Regions from separate parts of the Mus musculus genome. Here region 1 is linked to region 2. Evidence: chromatin contacts called from public HiChIP or PLAC-seq data. All regions are on one chromosome and are shown on one strand. The core of a region is the stretch at or near the end of the contact, and the rest is flanking DNA. Distances in the headings are between cores, read along the strand shown. Region 1 overlaps Trpc4ap (transient receptor potential cation channel, subfamily C, member 4 associated protein). Region 2 holds the start of Myh7b (myosin, heavy chain 7B, cardiac muscle, beta).

What was found. HiChIP or PLAC-seq counts read pairs in DNA pulled down with a chosen protein or histone mark.
Region 1: an H3K27ac HiChIP or PLAC-seq map of extraembryonic endoderm stem cells shows a contact between it and region 2. The contact joins the enhancer-like site here to the promoter of Myh7b in region 2. A contact is called at or near these places in 14 of 39 promoter capture datasets (the 3T3-L1 cell line, 3T3-L1-derived adipocytes, the HPC-7 cell line and 9 more), 5 of 484 Hi-C or Micro-C datasets (the G1E-ER4 cell line, the P5424 cell line, embryonic stem cells and 1 more), 3 of 115 datasets of contacts at active chromatin or transcription factors (the HPC-7 cell line, embryonic stem cells and extraembryonic endoderm stem cells) and 3 of 9 other capture datasets (adipose tissue, liver and pancreatic islet).

Annotation. Positions count from the first base shown.
Region 1 is chr2:155,664,836-155,668,025 of GRCm38.p6, forward strand. It overlaps Trpc4ap (transient receptor potential cation channel, subfamily C, member 4 associated protein), which reads right to left. Exons shown (of 19, transcript NM_001163452.1): 5 at 1,367-1,422. Among named protein-coding and RNA genes, the nearest start is that of Gm22334, 13 kb to the left of the region's middle. Within about 2 kb of position 1,501, at least 3 of the 459 cell types and tissues checked have an H3K27ac peak or open chromatin away from gene starts, as enhancers often do. A contact at or near this core is called in extraembryonic endoderm stem cells, where this site is marked.
Region 2 is chr2:155,609,929-155,613,082 of GRCm38.p6, forward strand. It overlaps Myh7b (myosin, heavy chain 7B, cardiac muscle, beta), which reads left to right and starts at 1,315. Exons shown (of 42, transcript NM_001085378.2): 1 at 1,315-1,333; 2 at 1,659-1,820. The coding sequence starts at 1,730.

The DNA of each region.
Region 1 (3,190 bases), core at 251-2,750, 55 kb after region 2:
CATTTATCATTGCACCTCTGCTATCTACAGTAAGCCTAGAACATGGACGGTATTTAAAGGGTAGAATAAAAAACAAGGATAATGAAGGAAATAAAATAACTAGCTGGCAAATAACCTCTAAAGTCAGGTTCAAGAGCTTGGCTTTTAAATCACTGAGAGGGTATTACAATCAATGAGGTAAATATGTCAATCAAATTGAATTTTCAAAATGAAGGGACTGATAAAAAAATGTGCTGAGTGTCTTACTGGGCTAGAACTCAGCAAGTAACCTCGGCTGGCAGCCAGCAGGCCTGGTACCCGCCTGCCTCTGCCTCCTGGCACCGCGATTACAGGCAAGCAGCACATCTGCTCTGTTACCTGGGATCAAAATGGGTCCCTACGCTTGCATGGGGAGTTACCACAGGGCCATCTCTGTAGCTATACTTTTAAAAACTGGACTGTTCACTAGGATGCCTCTGATTAATTAATAGTGGCCACAATTTAAAAAACACCTCTCCAGGGAACTTGACAATGATGGAGTCACTCTCTTCTATGCTGTCTTATTGCAAAAATAGTTGAACATTCTTAACAATTAAACCTTTCGCCCTAATATCTACCTGTGCTTTGCTGTGCTACTAAGCTGTAACAACATGGCAAACTGACACACACTCTAGGTGTTGAGTCTCACACTAGATTCCAAAAACGTGGTACCAAAAAAGTAAACTATCTTAAAAACTATATTGATTGGAATGATAATATTCTTAACTAGATGTGTTAATAAAATATATTATCAAAATAATTATTTTTCCTATTTCAATAAAGTGGCTCTAAGGAAACGTAGAGTCACTGACAAAGCCTAAGTTATAATCCAGACACAACCAGCACAGGTGCTCTAACAGCTCGCTCGCTCGCTCTCTGTGCTGGCCAGGGAGAAGCATTTACCATCTCCATTTCTGTCATCCAGCTTCTGTGGCTTATGCGCCCACCCTTCTTTATCCATTCCTTTCTTATCTGCTTCTTCTTTATCCATTCCTTTCTTATCTACTTCTTCTTTATCCATTCCTTTCTTATCTGCTTCTCATTCTGTGGTCTTAGCAGGAACAGAGTTAAACATTTCTTTTGCTTCTGTGACATGGGTACACCACCAACACTTGTCACCTTTCAACTGGTAATGGTGAGTCTCTGCTTGGACACCTGTGTATGGGGTGCTGGCAACAGGGTGTGGGGCCTGCTGAGGTAGCTTTGGGTCTAAGTACTACAAAATTATGCCTCACCATTATTTCTACCTGCTGGTCCTGATTCTCAGGCACACAGAAAATAAGGCAATGAATTCCCTAAAATATCTGAAGACAGGAGGTAAGTGGGCCGCAATGGGAGGAGTACTCACGCAGACACAGGTATTGTACAGGATGCTCAAGCAGTCCTTCGACATCTCGTCACTTACTGAAAAGGAAGGAGGAACATTATTTTTCTCAAAGAAAACACAGTGCAACACTAGCACACTTCTGGAATGCCCGGCATGTGTTGTATGCCTTCAGTCCCAGCACTAGGAAGGCAGGCACTGCACAGGCCCTTAGACTGTGTACAGCTTTAAGCAAACACACGAGCTCCTCACTACACTGCAGTGCCACCAGAAAAAGACTCAGGTCTATTTTCAGAACAGAATTACTAGAATCCAGAGTAAGACCCTGACCACTCCTCATGTCCCACTGACAACTCTGCTGGCAGAAAATCACGGCATCACTTTTGCCTCCAACTTGCCAACGGGGGGGGGGGGGGGGGCTTAGGTTTGTTGTTACATTGATTTATATTAGAAAAGTGGCTTCTAATGTCTGATATACTGCCAATCCCAATAAAAAAAGAACTCAGAACAAGATGGTAGCACAAAAAGTAACAATTTTATGCCCCAAACCCAGAGGTGCACAACCCCACGAATGAGCCATGCAGGGCACGACCCCGCGTATGAGCCATGCAGGGCAGAGTGCTCTATGTGGTGGGGCACTTACTCTTAAACAGTGTCCACTCTCCTTCCTCCTCACTGCCTTAAGCTCTACTATCTGCATCTCCCTCAAGAGCCCAGTGAGCGAGCGGCCTGTCTGAGGAATGTGGTGACCCTCTGACTACCTCTCAACTTATTTTATCTTGCTTATTCATGATTTCAGAGCACAGTGGATCAAAATCACTTCATAGTTCTCAACTTTCCATTTCCAAAGGGAGTTAGACTCACGCAGTCATCAAGAATTTGCTCACTACTCATTTCTTCTTTTCTTTTTTCTTTTTTCTTTTTTCTTTTCGAGACAGGGTTTCTCTGTGTAGCCCTGGCTGACCTGGAACTCACTCTGTAGACCAGGCTGGCCTCGAATTCAGAAATCCGACTGCCTCTGCCTCCCGAGTGCTGGGATTAAAGGCGTGTGCCACCACACCCGGCTTCACTACTCATTTCTAATGTGGAGTTGCAAGCAAAAGAGGAAGAGAAGTCCCACTCCTCATGGTATCCTGTTGATGCAGGTGCAAATTTAAAATGTGTATATACCTTTACGGTAGAGTTTTTAAAAATAAAATATTGAAATCTAGGGGCTGGAGAGATGGCTGAGTGGTTAAGAGCACTGACTCTTCTTCCAGAGGTCCTGAGTTCAATTCCCAGCAACCACATGGTAGCTCACAACCATCCATAATGGGTTCGGATGCCCTCTTCTGGTGTGTCTGAAGATAGCTACAGTGTACTCATATAATTAAATAAATAAATCTTAAAAAAAAAAGAAACCTAAAAAAGAGTGACTGTCACACAATTAATTTATAAAAAGAACAAAACCAATACATCCAGCTTAAAAAATCATGTATTTCCGGGCGTGGTGGTGCACGCCTTTAATCCCAGCACCTGGGAGGCAGAGGCAGGCGGATTTCTGAGTTCAAGGCCAGCCTGGTCTACAAAGTGAGTTCTAGGATAGCCAGGGCTACACAGAGAAACCCTGTCTCGGAAACAAACAAACAAAAACAAACAAACCAAAAAAACCCCAAAAACCAAAAAACCACGTATTGTGCAAACACTGACTTTTTGCCATGTGACTCTGGCAATGAATGAACTTGTTTTTTTCATTGATTTATTTATTTCCTTAGAGACAGGGTCCTGGGTAGCTCCCTGTGTCCTGGAACGCACTACGTAGACGAGTCAGAGTTGGTACAGAGGAGCTGCACACCCCATCCAATATGG
Region 2 (3,154 bases), core at 65-2,564:
GCATCTGCTTGGAATCCTGGCTCTGGGGTTCTCCAGCTCTGTATCCAATGTTCTTTAGATCATTTGAGCCTATAATTCTAAAATCCTGCAATGTCATCGAGCCCTGAATGAATTGATGGACAGAAGATTCTGGAAGTGTCTTGACATATTCTTGAGTTTTATCGGACAGACTGAATTGTAAGCATCCCACTCTTCATGAGAGTTGGGTACAAGAAGTTGGCTTTCTGTAAATCATGAATGTCAGACTATGGAGGCACTCCTAACTGGTATAAACTTCTAAGTTTTCTTCCTCCTTTTACTGTATGGCTTCATCTCTGGCTTTCTTTCTTTTCCTTCTTTCCTTCTTTCCTTCTTTCCTTCTTTCCTTCTTTCCTTCCTTCCTTCCTTCCTTCCTTCCTTCCTTCCTTCCTTCCTTCCTTCCTTCTTTCCTTCCTTCCTTCCTGTCAGGGACCACATCTAGTTTCTCAAGCTTGTTTGGTAAGCACTCTCCATGAATCTACATCTCCAACCTTCTTCCTATTATTATTATTATTAATTATTGTTATTATTATTATTATTATTATTTAATTTTGGGATATGGGAGTCTTGCTAAATTACTTAGACTGACTTTGAACTTGGCTCCTTCCTGCCTGGGCCTTTTGAGTGTTAGGTCTCAAACCCAGGCTAAATGGCTAACTGCATCCCAGCCATTTGTCTTGAGCTTCTTTGAGATCTAACACTGAGAACTTGGAGTTACAGGTGTCCACAAGGCCCAGCTTTGTTTGGGTTTTCTTCATGTTGGATTTCCCTCTGGAGACTCTGAGGTGGAGCTAGAGGCTGAGGGGTAGTGTCCAGGTGCTGTAGAAGGATGCAGGTCCTTTCAGTGCTGTCTGTGTGACTGTTGACCTTTGACACGTGGTTAGTGCTGTCTTCCTCTAGACTTCACTGAGAACTGAAATCGATGGCCACAGTGGGGATTTTATGGCTCCTTTACCTGGTCTGCTTGCTCTCTCCTTCTGGAAGTATAGGTCTTTTTCCTGCGTGTAGGAGACTCCCTGTGACTCAGTTTCCACTCCTGAGTGCCTCACTGCCTTGTCCCTGTCACTCTGAATCCCAGCTTCCTGACTGAGTGACTGCCTCTCTCCGCCTTTGTGATCCCCTGACAATGGGAGGTAAAAATAGCCCAGGGGTTGAGCTAGAGGAGATAAAAGGGAATTTGCCTTTTGTGTCCTGTGGCCAGGCTGGGGGGGCTGTGACACGTGGAGATTGCTGACATAGCTCTCCTTTGCTGACCTTGACAACAGCAATAAAAGGGGTAGCAGTGCTCCGCTCCCTGTCCTCACCGTGGTGCCAGGTGGGTGATCAAGGCTGAGGGTGTGTGATCAGGTGGAGGGTAGGTGATCAGGGCAGAGGGTGGGTGATCAGGGCAGAGGATGGGTGATCAGGGCTGAGGGTGGGTGATCAGGGTGGTGGGTAGGTTTGGAGCTGGAAGGAAGGCAGGAGAGTGCCCATGGGTGGGCCCAGGACATCAGTACCTATAGCAGAGGATGCTCTTATGTCTGGAGGTGTGCAGTTGCAGGCTCACCCAGGACATCACCCAAGCCTTGTGGTTAGAGGATCATACTCCAGTGTGGGTCTAGCTCCCCATCCCTGAGTTTCCTGTCTTTGCTGTCTTGCAGAGCCCGCTGCCTAGGACTGCTTTGAGTTGCTGCCCCGGTTTTCAGGTCCTCCTTTTGCACCTCTCGCCACCATGATGGATATGAGTGAACTTGGAGAATCAGCCTGCTACCTCCGCCAGGGCTACCAGGAAATGATGAAGGTGCACACTGTCCCATGGGATGGTAAGTGAGGGACCCAGCCTGGAGACACCCATGTATTCAGACTAGGAGTGAAGAGGGCAGACATTCTGCTTAACATGACAGGGGCACTGTGGCCTGATACCTGGGTCTTCCCCTCAGTTCCTGAGTACCAGAGGCTAAAGTCACAGGAACCATGTGAGGATGCTTGTATGGCTGTTCCTCTATAAAAGGAGACAATGTCACCTTGCTCCTGAAGTCTCTGTGAAGACTCAGGCTGAAACCTGGGACATCTGACATGAGACTGATGAGTGCAGGTGGCCTCCATGCCCACAAAACCTGTGCTGAACTTATTTTTAGTGTTGTCCATGGAGCCAAAGCCACTGTTAATTAGGGACAGGAACAAAGACTACTATTTATGCCTTGATTGGCTCATAGTACAATAATAACATAGGCACTGCACGTCTGGGGCTGATGGTGTGCCGCGTCAGGGCTGATAATTTTCTGTGTATCGTCTCAGTAACCTGGGGAGGTGGGAACTAAAGAGGAGCCAGATTCAGTGGCGTGCAACAGCTGGAGTTGTACACAGCACTGTGCTCAAAATGTACAGTGCTTAGCTGGACGTGGTGGTGAACATCTTTAATATCAGCACTCAGGAGGCAGGGGTGGGTGGATCTCTGTGAACTGGAGGCCAGCCTGGGCTACGTATCGAGAACCGGTCTCAGAAGAAAGAAAAGGTGTCTCCTGCTTAATCTGACATTCTGCTATTGCTATCTTAACTGCTTTCTTTGCATGCAGAGGATTTCCTTCCAGCATTTTAAATTAAAATTAATTAATTAATTGATTAGTTGAATAAGGGAGCCTGGGTTGGGTCCCTATTATGTGAATAGTTCCGACCAAGGAGTGTGGCTAGCGACTGTGAGGGCACGGAACAGAACTTGCCCTCCACACGAGTCCACATTTTATCACCATAAAAACGTGGGCTCTCCGAAGCTCTAGAGTGAGCCGACCAGTCAGGAATGAGCAGAGGACATAAGGTGCATCTCCTGACCGGCTGTGTCCACACTTTCAGTGAAACAGGGAAGGTACAACCCAGCTGAGAGTTAGGAGCCTCATACTAAAGGGGATGCCCTACCTGCAATTTCCTATGACCTTTGCATTTGAGGAAACAGGCCCAGAGAGAACAAAAGCTTCCCAGGAGGCAGGGAGCTGAACCCAGGTGTGGGGTGTAGACTGTTATTCCAGTCAGCTCATTTGAGATCTTTAGGGACCATCTCTGCCTTGGGTTTGGAGAGTCTGCACTGGAATGTCTATAAACTGGCAGAAGGGCTCCCAGTGAGGACTGGGGGGTGGAAGGGGGTGGGGATTATTGCTTTAGC